Regions from separate parts of the Mus musculus genome. Here regions 1, 2, 4 and 5 are each linked to region 3. A link is a contact called in public ChIA-PET, capture Hi-C and promoter capture Hi-C data. All regions are on one chromosome and are shown on one strand. The core of a region is the stretch at or near the end of the contact, and the rest is flanking DNA. Distances in the headings are between cores, read along the strand shown. Region 1 holds the start of Chrna3 (cholinergic receptor, nicotinic, alpha polypeptide 3). Region 2 holds the start of Chrna5 (cholinergic receptor, nicotinic, alpha polypeptide 5). Region 3 holds the start of Dnaja4 (DnaJ heat shock protein family (Hsp40) member A4). Region 4 has its middle 23 kb from the start of Ube2q2. Region 5 holds the start of Ube2q2 (ubiquitin-conjugating enzyme E2Q family member 2).

Region 1 (2,700 bases), core at 44-2,543, 330 kb after region 3:
CTCGGGGTTCCCCCAGGCCAGGAGCCCTGTTTTCCACCGTGTCAGAGATTACAGCCCCTTCACTCTCTCCAAATTCTGCAGGGGCTTGGTTATCATATCGTAGGAGCCAAGATGCCTACCGGGTTCCTGGCTGGGCTGTCTTCACATCCTCATCCCAGCCTTTACCTCTGGTCCCTGGGCATCCTTTGTTTACAAATCCACTCCAACTAAGCAAGACATATTGGCTCAAGCTGTCTGCTTACAGTACTAGGGTCAGTCTAGGTACAGTCTCGGGGGAGGGGGCCGGTGTAACTTATTTTCTTCAGGCTGTGATTTAGATTTAAGCAGGACCCATGCAGTGGAGCAGACTGTAATGATGCACAGCCACAATGCTGGTGTCGTTCCCCTCGCCCCTGCGTGCTCTGACCGCCTTCAGGGGAGCATCATAGCTGCTTTTCTGCTTCACTCGCCAGCCATCCTGGGTCTCTGGAAGGGCTTTTCTCCTAATAGGCTCCCCCCTAGAGCCTCCACGACGGCCTGGGAGGAGCGATCACGTCGAAGGTCTCTAGGCAACGCGATCATTTTGCGCAGAGACCCGATGACCAGAACCAGAGGCTTGGTCCTGCCCCAGCTCCAAAACGACCCGGTAGCTTTAGACAAATATTTAGCCTTCTTTGGCCGCATGTTTTCCCACTTAAAACCAAGCGGTGGGAGGAGGCAGATGCTGGAAGCGGGGCTGCGGGGCGACGTTCGGGACCGGGACCCAAACCTCTATCTCCCTAGCAGAAGCAGAGGGCCGGTTCTGGGCTAGTCTCGAGCCTCAGCTAACTAGCAGGTTTGGGAACAAAGGAGTAGCCAAGGGACTCAGTGGTAGGGACTGGGATGCGCGTGCACAGGCAGAACCGTGGGGCCACGCTGAGATTCAAGGCAAGTGGGTGCCTAGACTTCTAAGGCTCTGGTGGTCAAAGTCGTGCGGAAAACAGAGCCCTGGGCTGCAGCCTCGCACAGGAGACCCACCCGCCGCCCGATGGCCACCGCCCGCAGCCAGCCTAGGCTCCGGACCCGACCGCTCCCCGCTTGTACCTGGCAGCAGCATCAGCACCAGCATCAGCATGGACAGCGGCGGCGGGGGCAGCACAACACCCATGTCTGAAGACCGCATGGACAGGACCGGAGCCACTCTGGTGCTGACCACCACCGAAGCACAGCTAAGCTAGCACGGAGAGCGCGGGGTTCCTCCCGGCTTCGCGCCGCCGAGCTCCCGCGCACTTGCGCGCCCGAGTGCACGAACCCCAGGCAGGCAAGCGCTGCTAGCAGCCGCAGGGCGGGGAGGCTGGGAGGCCAAGGCAGGAGCTGCGTCCGTCGTGGGAGGGGCGTCGGGCCACGGTCTTCTGCGTCGATGCCTCGATGCCTCGCCCAGAGCCTCCCTGGACTCTTGAAACCTCTAGGCTACAGACCAGTCGGGATCAGGCATTGTCACCATGGCAGGAAGAAAGGGTCAAATTTCTGGCCCTGGCTTTCTGGCAGGTACAGCTCTGAGGAGGGCTGGGGGCCTATCACATGTGCCAGCTCTAGTGTAACTCAAAAGTGGACCGTGGAAGTTTATGCTCTTAAAGTAACTATTTTCAGCACGATGCTGTGTGTGTGTGTGTGTGTGTGTGTGTGTGTGTGTACACAGCATACAGTTAAGAGGGACTCGATGGCTTGGGATGGAAACAATATTGGCAAGGAGTTCCCCATGGTGGACGCAAGGGTGATGATATCTGGGAGGTTTTATATTATTTTCGCTACTTTCTTTAGACTATGCTAGAGATGCTCCTTGAGAAAACAGACAAATGCTGATGGTTATAGCTCAGCAGTAGAGTGCTTGTCTAGCACACCTAAGGTCCAGGCTGCGATTCCCAGCAGAGTAAATAAATACTTTTATAAGTAAAGTTGGAATAACTAGAGGATCTGGCTTCCCATAGTGACCGTCATAGATTTCCTTTTGTGGCGGTTATAGATTTCCCTTGGTCTCACTGCCAGCTGCAAACCCATGTGTCCCAGGAATCGACGGTGACAAGGTAGGTGTTCTGGGGTCTCTTGACCTCTCTGGCCATCCACCAGGGATGGCTTAGCCCATGAAGGCTTCCTTGATGGTTCTTGGGGACCTTGTAAGGGTGATGGAGCAGTACTAAGCTGGATCATGGTGATGAACATACTAAAATTCATGGTATTGTCCAGTGCACAATGAGTGAATTTATACTTCAATAAAAGTGATCATTTTAAAAAGAGTTTTGTTTATTGTGTGTGGGGGGGGGCGTGCACACACATGGAAGCCTGAGAGGAAGTATGTGTACATGCACACACATAGAAGCCCTAGGACAGCTTTGTGAAGTTGATTCTCTCTTAGAGTCTTTATAAGGATTCTAGGGATGAGATTCGGGCCTCCAGGCTTGAGAGGCAAGTGCCTTCGCTCACTGAGTCATCTTGCTGACCCAATGAAGTTGTTTTTAAAGACCCAGCATATGGGCTGGTGAGATGGCTCAGTGGGTAAGAGCACCCGACTGCTCTTCCAAAGGTCCGGAGTTCAAATCCCAGCAACCACACAGTGGCTCACAACCATCTGTAACGAGATCTGACTCCATCTTCTGGAGTGTCTGAAGACAGCTACAATGTACTTACATATAATAAATAAATCTTTAAAAAAAAAAGACCCAGCATAAAGAAGCCAGTATCTAC
Region 2 (2,700 bases), core at 81-2,580, 280 kb after region 3:
CTTGTGACTGTAGATTAACACTCCGGAGCAGTCCAAGTTCTAATTATGCTCACGGTGGCTGAGCTAACAACCATTAACCCAGCTTTACCACTGACAGGTATTGTGATCTTCAGTAATTATTCAACTCCACTCTCCACGTTCCTTAGCTGTGAAAGTAGAGCAACACTCTAAAGTCACCCAAACACTGGCAAGAACAAATGGTATAAGTAGCTGTAAGTCCTATAAATTCTTCAAAGTATATATTTGCTGTGTAGGGGGTTAGGCACTGTCTCACTCTTGTGCAGAGGTGTAATTAACAACTGGCATTGTGAACACCATACACATCTTTTATTCTCTGGTTCTTTCATTTGCCTGCTTAAATACACTCGCTCATTTGGACATTGTTTCCATTTCCCTGGGTATACTTGGACCCAGGGGGAAAAGGTCTTAAATGACTTTTGCCTTTAAGATTCTTTGCAACCCGGTCTCACTTAAACAGATTTATGCAGTCTGAAGGTTGGAGTGAGATTTCTGCCTATAATGAATTGTAGAGGTGCCAACTCCATAATTTTCTGTGAAAAATCTGGCATGCTCTGCCACTGAAGTTTAAAGATAATTTGCCTGAATCTCTTCAACCAAATGAAGCGTTCTAATCAATTATGAGCAGAGGCAATGAGATACAGTGTAGAGTCTACAGGGATTTGTGACGCAGTCAGCATCGATCTCCATCAAAGTTGTAAGGGAGCAGTGGCAGTCGAAGGCACTAATATTTACAATGCCAAGTGATGACCGCACAGGCAGCATGGCCTACTCTGGAAGCAATTGCCTATCATTTTCGCGGATGACTTGAATGAATGTCAGAGCTGTCAGTCACAGTTGTCCTTCAGAGTCCTCCAGTTTATCCATCTCATTTACAAGGAAGAGAAAATAGACGCACAAAGGAAGAGTGATTTGAACAAGATGCAGATCTCGAATGCAGGTCTTCTGATATGGATCACTTAGTATCTACAGCAGGGGCATGAAAGTCCACAGCAGGGAGGCAGTCTTGTTGGCTCACTCGGGGATCCAGAGTTTACAGTTCCAAAGGAAACAAAACCGCACCAAAACAGAGGTCAGGACAGTCTTCGCACCTGTCACAATTCTTGCGGAAGGCTGAGAAGGGGGGTGACAAGGTAGCACCAGGTGTGGGAAAGGCGGAGCTACGAGTTGATGAAGCTGGACCCGGGGCGGAGCCTAGAAGGACAGGGTGTGGGCTCTGGGGGCGGGGCTGCGGGCCATAGGGGCGGGGCTAAGCGCCGCGGCTCCGCCCTCGAGCTCCGCGGGCCTTCCACCGAGTGGTAAGGTGGGCTTCGTGCAGAAGCTGAAGAGCGAGCGGCGAGCGGCTTCCGAGAAACGAGCGGATTTCGGCGGCAGCTCTTGTGCTCCGTCCCTCAGGGCCCGGAGTAATCCGCGAGGCAGCCGTCGGCGGGCGGACGGGCGATGGCGGCGCGGGGGTCGCGGCGGCGCGCGCTGCGCCTGCTCTTGATGGTGCAGCTGCTGGCGGGGCGCTGGCGGCCGGCCGGGGCGGCGCGGGGCGCGCGGGGAGGTGAGCCGGGGCGGGGCTGAGGGTCGCGGGGCCCCGCAGCAGGGCTCCGCTCCCTTTCCCTTTCTTCTGAAAATTCGGGATGAGGTTCCAGGTTAGCACCCAAAAGCAAAGAAAAGGCCGGTTTTGGCGTTCGGTGGCTGTCACCGTTGGGCGGCTGGTGTAGGGCGTGCCTCGGTACAACTTTCCAAGAGCGTGCTGCTGTCATCGGGCTTCCCACTTGGTGGCTGGTTCTCGGTGTGGAGACTTTGGGCTTAATGTTCGCCTTTGAGACTTTATAGTTTACCCTCTTCTCCCTCACTCCTGGCAGCATCTTGGCCAGAAGAAGCAAACGTTTGCAGAAGAAACGTTTGCTAGGCAGTTCACATGCCCAGACTTCGGGACTCAAGGATTGTATCTGGGTTCCTCGCTCTTTTGGAACAGGGCTCGCGCGTACCACCCTCCCAGCTCGACCCTCCACGTTCTCCCGCGCCCCATCTCCCTCCCCTGGTTAGCGTTTCAGATGTTGTGGGTTGGGATAGAAACAAACAAAACAACCTAGCTAGTACTTTGAATTTACAGTGCTTTAGCATATTTTAGTCCGCCCTTTTAAGAACTTTGGAAAAAAATACTACCGTTTCTGGAGCACCTGTGGTGTGTCCTATATTAGAGAAGGTGCGGCTCCTTTAAGTGGAGGGTCGCTGCACTCAAAGCTCAGTTTTATTGAGATGAGGAAATCTGGCAGACCTTTCTTTCCTTAAGGTTCTTAAATTGTGAGTCCTGGTTTTCTTTAGGAAGTGGTAACTTCGCAGGCTAGGATTCCCGATTACAGGACCGGTCTACTGAAGAGATGAAATCTTTGCAGAGTGTAAACAGTTTAGAGAAGGAAAGGGGTGCCCTTGTCTTAATTTATGTCCCCAGTGTGTCTTGTCTTAAGACAGAATTCTCTCCACTGCGTTCTTCCGTTGAACCAGGAGGACAACACTGCTTGCTTTTCTCATCCGTTTTCAGGATTGATTGGTGCATATAAAACGCCAGGCAGTGCCTGACAGCCTAGAAAATGGTATCCCTGCCACTCTTGATGGAGCTGGGAATTTTGAAAAGGTTTCTCTGTTTTAAGATAAATCATTGTTGCTGATTCTTCAATGGTGTAAACTGCT
Region 3 (2,700 bases), core at 38-2,537:
AAGTGGATTCTCATGTTCCCCGGAAAAGAAGCTAGCGGCTTGGCTTAATTTCTCATGGGTATTAAGTCGTTTGTATCCCTATTGCGCGCATGAAAGAGGAGCTTCAGCCACCAGATCAAAACCCAGGCCAGTGGACTCCAGGGAGCTGGCCAGGGTGGCTTCCTCTCCTGGATAAAGTGTTGCACCACGAGAAGCCTAAGTAGGCCAGAAGGGTCTGCAGTATTCTGATAGCGCTGCAGCAGCAAGTCCACACCCACATGTTTTGAGTAGTCTTAATCGTGGCATCCGTTGAAAGCAGCCTAGAGAAGTAGAAGATTGGACCGCCTGGTCTTGTAGGCTTCAGTGCCCGGTAGAGCTGCAATACTGGTTCGATGGCTCTGCCTTGGCCCATTTGTGCATTGATATGTGTGTGTATGGGGGTGGGGGTGGGGTGGGGATTCCCACTCCTGAAAAAAAAGAGAGATCACTGCTCATCCTTGAAAGACTTGGAAATAATGTCACTGTTCACAGGTGATAGACGTCATCACTGCTCACAGCTGGGAAACGTCACTCCTCACCCTTGGGGTACTTATGAGGTTTCCAGCTGTGGGCAATAGAGAGGCCAGTGTCCAAACTCAGGCCACCTAAAGGCCACTGTTCACATCTTCAAAGGCTAATGGTCACCCAGCCTTCAAGATGCCTAGGGGGAACCAGCCACCGCAGGATCTCGACGCCACCACAGAAGGCAGCCATTCACTCCAACACCCCCCAAAATGCAACAATCCAAGGCAGACCCCAGAGCACACCCCCGCAGTGACCGAACAGAAGGGGGCCACACCCCGAGGCAGAGGCCGGGTGGGGTCCGCGCGTCCGCTGACCTCCCAGTCCAAGCTCTCCTCTGCCCAGGGTTCGCGCACACGAGGCCCTCCTGCAGGCCATCGGATCCCAGAGCGACCCAACCCCGCGGACCCACGCAAGGGCAAGGGGACGGCCTCGGGGCGGCGTGACAATCGGCAGCGAACGACTTCCACCACGAAGCCCGAAACCTCCACGCCGAAGCCCCCCACCCCCGAGCACCCCAACATGGCCCGTGGCGGCAGTCAGAACTGGAGCTCCGGGGAGTCGGACGGCCAGCCAGAGGAGCAGACTTCAGAAGAGAACGGGTGAGCGCGCGCGCCCGGCCGGAGGACCGAGCCCCGGAGCCGCCGGAACCTCCGCGAACGTTCTGGGCCTATGTGGCGTCACGCCTCCTGGCGGAACCTTCCGCCGGCGCCGAATAAAAGCCGGCGGCGGAGGTACCGGCGGCTCGAGTGCGGCGGTGCCGGGAGCGCAACTGGGTCCCGGGCTCACGCTCGGGACGGAGCCCCGGGAAGCGGCCGCGACCGAGACGGTGACGCGCAGGCCGGCGTCGGGGGCACGGGCCGGGGGCGTCGGGGGCGCGCTGACCCGCTTCGTCCGCCCCACCCCGCAGAGACAAGATGGTGAAGGAGACCCAGTACTATGACATCCTGGGGGTGAAGCCCAGCGCGTCCCCGGAGGAGATCAAGAAGGCCTATCGGAAGCTGGCGCTCAAGTACCACCCGGACAAGAACCCGGATGAGGGCGAGAAGGTGCGGGGCCCCGCGGGGTGTCGGGGTTACGGGAGGACCCGGGCTGTGAATTATTGAAGGCGACGCAGAGGCTCTCTCCAGGAGCCGCGCCAGCCCGAGGGAGGCCGCGGGGCGCAGTCAGTCGGGGGCACCTAGCAAGGCTAGGTGCGGGGCGCCAGTGCCAGCAGCCATCCGCACCTTCGTTCGCTCTACAAGTGTTTCTGGAGCCCCTGCTTCCGGGCTGTGAGGACCCTGACGGGGATCCGTGCTGACCTCTGGGAGCACAGCTCTCTGAGGCAGCCCTGGCATTCCTGTGGGAGAAGACACCGGCAAACCAGAAACCCTGGCACCGGTGAACAGAAGCTATGTGCTTGTTGGGGACCCCCCCCGGCAGCGAAATATTGTGTTTCTGTTCCGCGTGTTGCATAAGCCCTAGGGATGAGTTCCTGTGATCTGACTTGTACCTTAGACAAACCCAGCGTCCCTCTTGAGAGGGACTGAGTGGATATGATCTGTGAGGGCCACCTCCTGCCTGATACAGTTTTCAGACACGGAATCATCACTTTTTTTGTCGTTATTAATCAGGGGTGCAGAAGTCTGTAACCCGACACATCTGCTTATAGTGAGAACTCCAGGTTTCCTGTGACAAATGACCCACGGTTGACCATAAGTACTGACAGATAATAGGCTGAAGTGCTCTGCAACTGGTGTCCTAATTTGAACCTTTTCCATCCTGTTTACAGAAATAAGGCATTCTTCATTTTGTTCCCAAAGCGGAAATGGCCCACCTGAATAGGAGACTCAAAGTACCAGCCATTGCAAGGAGAGTTGGCTAGCTAGTCTGTTTCACTTCTTGTCGTTTAAGAAAACAAAACAAACCCCCAAGGAAACCAAACAAAAAACCCACTTTGGCTGCCCCAGATGAATCTGGGGAGCCAGCGCCATGGTGGGAGCGCATAGCAGTCACACCTGGATCACTTTTGGAGCCGCTGATCACCCTGTCTAGCATTTAGACCTGGGGAAATGACACTCGGATCAAAATACCTGTCTGCATTAGTAATTCCAAGCTGGAGCAGGCAGACTGCTGAAGGTTGGCTGTGGCAGCAATGATAGAATATTTATATTTAGCCAC
Region 4 (2,700 bases), core at 75-2,574, 430 kb after region 3:
TGCTCTGATAGAATGGCTGCATAGAGAACTATGTAAGAAAGGATTCTAAAATAGACCAGGCTTACTGGTGCACTATTCTGTGATTGATTAGCAATGCCTACCATGGGCATAGGCTTGGAGACAGGAGTATGCACCAAACATCTGCCAGCTCTAGAAAAAAATGCCAGTCCCCACTTCTCCAGAGCTGGTATGCATCACTTTGACTAGCTTTTTTTGTGGCTGCTGAGGTCCCAAACTCAGGTCTTCGTGTTTGTGTGGTACTTTACCAGCAGAGCCAACTCCTTCCCAAACTAGTGAGCAAATTTTGTTTGTGTCTTCTAAGTGCCAGAAATCTCACTGAACTTGCAACAGGAGTTTTCCTGGCTCAGGTTCTATGCACAGCTGTTCTTGGAAGGGCTGTGTATTTGTTTGCTTGGTACCGAGAATTGAACAAGTGTGTACTCTGCCACCAAGCCATAGCTGCAGCCCCAGGAGGGTTCTTTAAATTGGAGCTTTAGGAAAGTAACAGGAGGAAACAGTTATTACAGATGATGTTTTCAGCTTTACTGAAAATTCTAAAATAGTTCATAATTTCTGGCAGAGATCTTTGAAAGCAGATATTTTTTTCCCACTTTACTAACAGAGAACTGGATTTGAGTAGTGACCTGGTTCATGATGGAACCTCATTATTGATACATATAGACACATTTTAATATATTCTGCGGTGGTTTGTGTGAGAATGGCCACCATAGGCTCATATGTGTGAATATTTCCCAAAGGTCCATTATGTTAAAGACCTGGTCCCTCGTCTACAGTGTTTTGGGGAGACATAAAACTCTAAGATGGGGGTGGGTAGTGGAAGGAAGTTTCGTCAATGCAGATATGTCCTTGAAGGAGATATGTGGTTTGTCCTCCCTGTCTCTTTTGCTTCCTGACTACCATGAGGTTTCCCGACTGAAACCTACAAAGCTCTGAGCCAGGATGAACTTCCTGTTTTTTTAAGGTGATCATCTCCGGGATTTTACTATAACTTGACAAGCTGGGATGGGAAGATGACTCAGCAAAGCGCCTGCCAGTCCGGCATTAGGGCCTGACTTTGGAGACTCCGGGACATGTATGGCAGCTCATGCCTGTAACCTCAGCCTTGAGGTAGGGTGAGGGCGAAGAGTGACAGACTTCCTCAAGCTCATTGGTCAGCCAACCTAGCCAAATGGATGGGTGTCAGGTCCCATGAGTGAGTCTGTCTCAAAAACTAAAGGTAGAGAATGCTATAGGAAAACACCTCGCACTGGCCTTGGGCCTCCACATGTGTGTGGACATGCAGTCATCCCTTCCTCACCATGCACACAAATAAATACAGGGGAAAAAATGGAAGGCTGACCATCATACCACTACGACCATTTTCAAGTGTGCAGTTCAATGGTATAAAATACACTAAAAGTGCTAAGCAAACAGTTTCTAGAATCATCTTCACCATGCAAAACTAAAACTACCTACTAAATAACTCCTGAGCCCTCTTCCCTGACCTGCCAGACACTCTGTTTTTCTGTGTTTGACTAAACATCTCAGATAAGGTGAGTCAGACAGGATGTGGTTTTTTGTGAGTATACTTACTTAGTGTGGTATCCTCAAGGTCTGTCCCTGTTGTAGTATGTCACAATCCTTTCCCCTTTTATGGACAAATAACATCCCATTGTATGAATGAATGCCTTTGTTTCTTCATCCATCGTGGGTACCCAGATTGCTTCCATCTTTTGAGCATATTTTTAAAAGATTTATTTATTTATTTACTTATTTATTTATTTATTTATATGTAAGTACTCTCCAGAAGAGCACATTAGATCTCATTACAGATGGTTGTGAGCCACCATGTGGGTACTGGAAATTGAACTCAGAACTTTTGGAAGAGCAGTCTAACCACTGAGCCATCTCTCCAGCCCCTTTTGGGCATTTTGAATAGGCCTTTTACATCAAGAGAAATTATAAGCATTAATGTGGAACTACAAGGCGCTCTGCTGTGAGGGTGGGTGTGCCACGCTCCCTCTGCCAGTCCCTTGTGGTACAGTTTTGTTTGTTTCATCTTTGTATAACCCCACAGTATAGCCATGCAGCCCATCTCCCCAGCTGTTTCCTGGGCTTTATAAAGAATGTGGTCCTTTCCTTCCTTGGGGAGTTTGCCTTTTTCACCTACTGCCATTGCTAAGGTTTATATTTCCCACTATATTTCATTATATTTTCATTGCTGTGTGACACATCAGAGTGCACAGAGCCCAAGGCCGCTCACACTGACATTTGGGTATGAGTTGGTGTAGCCACTTTGGAAAGCAGCTTGCCACTACTTCAAGAGGTCAATATTCCTGTACTTTGTACCCTGGCAGTGTCTCTCTTAATGGAGAAGCTCCTGCCTGTGTAAAACCTGAGATGTGTTTGCAGAATGCCACCAGCAGTTCTGATGGCAGCATCAAAATCACCAAGCAAGAGCAACTGACTGGGTGGTCGTGCAACAGAAAGGCTTTCATCCCTGTGGTGGTTTGCATATGCTCGGCCCAGGAGTGGCACTATCAGAAAGTGTGGCCTTTTTAGAGTAGGTGTGTCACTGTGGGTGAGGGCTTTAAGACCCTCATTCTAGCTGCTTGAAGCCAGCATTCTGCTAGCAACCTTCAGATGAAGATGTAAAACTCTCAGTTCCTCCTGCACCATACCTGCCTGGATGCTGCCATG
Region 5 (2,700 bases), core at 23-2,522, 450 kb after region 3:
CATAGTGAGCCTATTTCCAAAAACAAACGAATGCATTCCTAGTCTGGCGGTGGTGCAGGCCTTTAACCTCAGCATTCAGAAGGCAGACAGTCCGATCTCTGTGAGTTCGAGGCCAGACTGGTCTACAGAGAGTGCGTTTTAGGACAGCCAGGGCTACATAGTGAAACCCTGTCTCAAAAACAAACCAATAATAATAATAAAAGAATTTCAAGATGGTGACAGCAGGGCACTAAACCAGGCCCGGGAGCCTTACTAAGCTAGGAACCCTGGGTACTACATAGGTGACATGTCTAGAAAGTTGGTCTTGCCTCTGGAAAAATGTAGTCCTCTAGTTATTTGTGAACGAACCTAGGTTATTCCAGAATTGTGTTAAGTGCTGGGGAATCAGGTAAGAGCAAGAATTTATTAAATGACACAGGTGTCATTAGGCTTTTCCTCCCCTCAATCCTAGGGGTGCTTCTCTGAATGAGATTTCAGTGTTAAGCAGAGACAACAGAAAGAAGCAATAAGTTAACCTAGGAAAGGGATACATGGTATCTACATGGTTACTTTAGCTTAGTTGGTCAGGAAGGATCAGTCTGACACATTTGAGATGTGACTTCAACAAACATGGTCCATTCTGGGAAGTCCAGCAGAAACTCAGGACGCAGAGTATCCACATTAGCGCGAGCACATAAATGTTTACGTGAAAGATTGAAATGATGATGGGAAGAAGCTGGCAGGCTCTATCATCGTCTTCGGCAAATGGGAGCGAAGGAGGGAGTACAAGTCTGGAGAGAAGGACCTTTCGGGAGTCACACTTAGAAAAGTGGTGGGTGGTTCAGCGCGGAGCGAGAGCAACATACGTGAAGGTGCTAGGCGCACACCTCTCATCTCCCCATCCCGGCCGCGCCCAGGCCAGGTGAGTGGGTGGCCGGTGGACAACCACGCGGAGGAGCAACCTCCAGGGGCCCGCGCGTTTCCTACCCGAGCCGACGTGGCCGGCGCGATAGGCCGCGCACGTGTCTGGCCAGAGGCCCCGGTGCAGCGCAGAGGCGCGCAGGGGAGCTCAGGTTCATCCTCGTGCGGTGCCGCCGGCCCAAATCCTCGGGGCGAGCGGCGGGTGCTGGGCGCGGAGCCCCGGTGTGGGGCGGAAAGGGGCTGGGTCATGAGAGGAGGGGGCGGTCGGGAGCGCGCGCGGAGCTCGCGGGCGCGCGCCGGGGCGGGGGCAGCCCTCTCCCAGGCGGCGGTGGGGGCGGCGTCGCTGTTGCCCTTTTAAGCCGCGGGGCCACCGCCTCCTGCGGGTGGAGTCGGTTACAAAGGCAGCAGCCGGCCCGGCTCCCGCACGCTCGCTCGCTCCCTCGCTCGCACGCCCGCCCGCCGAGGCCTCGCGCTCCTCGCCATTTTCCAGCCGCGCTCGGACGCGGGTCGCGGCGGCGGGGAGAGGCGGAGCCGCGAGAGCGCGGCCCGGGCCGGCCCCGCGGGGCGGTCGCGGCCGTGACGGCGGCTCCCGGCCCCGGCTCCCTTTCCTCACCCCTCCCGCTGGAGATGAGGGGAAGATGTCCGTGTCAGGGCTCAAGGCCGAGCTGAAGTTCCTGGCGTCCATCTTCGACAAGAACCACGAGCGATTCCGCATCGTCAGCTGGAAGCTGGACGAGCTGCACTGCCAGTTCCTGGTGCCGCCGCCGCCACCACCGCCGGGCAGCTCGCTTTCGCCGCCGCCGCCGCTCACACTTCACTGCAACATCACGGTGAGGCGCCGGGTCGTAGCCCCTCGGGGCCGGGCGGGGGCGGACCTGGGCGCCGCAGTCCCGGGACAAAGGGCGCCTGCCCGGGAGACCCCCGGTGTCCCGGGCACGGCCGGTTGGCGGCTGGGCCCTGGGCCCGGCCGGGAGCTCGGGCTGCCTGGTCGGGAGGAGGTGGAGGCGCGTCGCAGCACGGCGCGGGCCGGCTTTGCTCTGTTGGCCCCTCGCGGCCCCCGTCGGGCCCCGAGGTCGCCATGGCCGCCCGCAGCCGGCCTGCTCTGGGGACCGCGGCTCGTCCGTGGGCTCCTGTCAGTCGCTCAGGTGGAAAGGCTCTCAAGTATCTGTTTTAGCTACTCGTTTTCCCATCGGGTTCCAAAACCCACGTCCTTGCTTGTTCAACCAGTTCTCGTTTGTGTTTTGGTCTCCGAGGACAAACGAACACTGAAAGCCTACGTATTTAAGGAAAAAGTTTAGGACGCAACCCCGGGGGATGGTGTGGAACCATCGTTTAGCCCTGACCTGGCTTTGCGCTTACGTGTTTTGGAAAAGCTCATGGAACCTTCCACGCGGCAGGTGGTGTGGTGAGTGTGCAAGCTGTCCCACCTGTGCCCTGTGCGGAAGCCTGGACGTTACCAGGAGGGGAAAGGAGATGCTTCGCAGTTTATTACCGGGGAAGATCAAGTGGGATTGGAAGGCTGGAGAAACACGTGGGAAGTTACTTTTCTGTTTAAGGGAAATGCTCTTTAGAAACATTCAGTTGGTAAAATTATCAGATTGTAAGTGAACTCTCTCCCCCCCCCCCCTATCGAAGTGTATTATGAGGCTGACTGTTCATTGTGAAATTGATCTCATGTGCAGAAAATACACCTTATTACAACTGGAGTTAAGGTGGTAGTTTTTATATGGCTAAGATTCCTTCTGTTAAGTCAGCCAATAGATAACCCCAAGTGTGGTGGGAATTTCAAAGGCCTTAACT

Evidence for each region. Promoter capture Hi-C pulls out the DNA fragments that hold promoters and counts their contacts. ChIA-PET counts read pairs in DNA pulled down with a chosen protein or histone mark. Capture Hi-C pulls out chosen DNA fragments and counts their contacts.
Region 1: a promoter capture Hi-C map of embryonic stem cells shows a contact between it and region 3. The contact joins the promoter of Chrna3 here to the promoter of Dnaja4 in region 3. A contact is called at or near these places in 5 of 39 promoter capture datasets (the 3T3-L1 cell line, embryonic stem cells, liver and 1 more) and 1 of 9 other capture datasets (embryonic stem cells).
Region 2: a contact with region 3 is called in a capture Hi-C map of embryonic stem cells, with 3 times the contacts expected there. The contact joins the promoter of Chrna5 here to the promoter of Dnaja4 in region 3. A contact is called at or near these places in 5 of 39 promoter capture datasets (the 3T3-L1 cell line, embryonic stem cells, frontonasal cranial neural crest and 1 more), 1 of 115 datasets of contacts at active chromatin or transcription factors (double positive thymocytes) and 1 of 9 other capture datasets (embryonic stem cells).
Region 4: an RNA polymerase II ChIA-PET map of memory CD8 T cells shows a contact between it and region 3, with 8 read pairs. The contact joins the enhancer-like site here to the promoter of Dnaja4 in region 3. A contact is called at or near these places in 4 of 39 promoter capture datasets (the C10 cell line, embryonic stem cells, pre-B cells and 1 more) and 4 of 115 datasets of contacts at active chromatin or transcription factors (embryonic forebrain, memory CD8 T cells, neural tube and 1 more).
Region 5: a promoter capture Hi-C map of hematopoietic stem and progenitor cells shows a contact between it and region 3. The contact joins the promoter of Ube2q2 here to the promoter of Dnaja4 in region 3. A contact is called at or near these places in 13 of 39 promoter capture datasets (the C10 cell line, the SN4741 cell line, cranial neural crest and 8 more), 4 of 115 datasets of contacts at active chromatin or transcription factors (embryonic basal ganglia, embryonic forebrain, memory CD8 T cells and 1 more) and 1 of 9 other capture datasets (liver).

Annotation. Positions count from the first base shown.
Region 1 is chr9:55,025,269-55,027,968 of GRCm38.p6, forward strand. Chrna3 (cholinergic receptor, nicotinic, alpha polypeptide 3) reads right to left here and starts at 1,294. Exons shown (of 6, transcript NM_145129.3): 1 at 1,063-1,294. The coding sequence starts at 1,126.
Region 2 is chr9:54,980,158-54,982,857 of GRCm38.p6, forward strand. Chrna5 (cholinergic receptor, nicotinic, alpha polypeptide 5) reads left to right here and starts at 1,331. Exons shown (of 6, transcript NM_001373901.1): 1 at 1,331-1,564. The coding sequence starts at 1,459.
Region 3 is chr9:54,698,272-54,700,971 of GRCm38.p6, forward strand. Dnaja4 (DnaJ heat shock protein family (Hsp40) member A4) reads left to right here and starts at 1,288. Exons shown (of 7, transcript NM_021422.4): 1 at 1,288-1,589. The coding sequence starts at 1,458. Gm46113 (a long non-coding RNA gene) reads right to left here and starts at 449. Exons shown (of 2, transcript XR_001779175.2): 1 at 1-449.
Region 4 is chr9:55,124,902-55,127,601 of GRCm38.p6, forward strand. No RefSeq gene overlaps it. Among named protein-coding and RNA genes, the nearest start is that of Ube2q2, 23 kb to the right of the region's middle. Within about 2 kb of position 1,325, at least 57 of the 459 cell types and tissues checked have an H3K27ac peak or open chromatin away from gene starts, as enhancers often do. A contact at or near this core is called in memory CD8 T cells and pancreatic cancer cells, where this site is marked.
Region 5 is chr9:55,148,097-55,150,796 of GRCm38.p6, forward strand. It overlaps Ube2q2 (ubiquitin-conjugating enzyme E2Q family member 2), which reads left to right and starts at 1,273. Exons shown (of 13, transcript NM_180600.3): 1 at 1,273-1,730. The coding sequence starts at 1,539.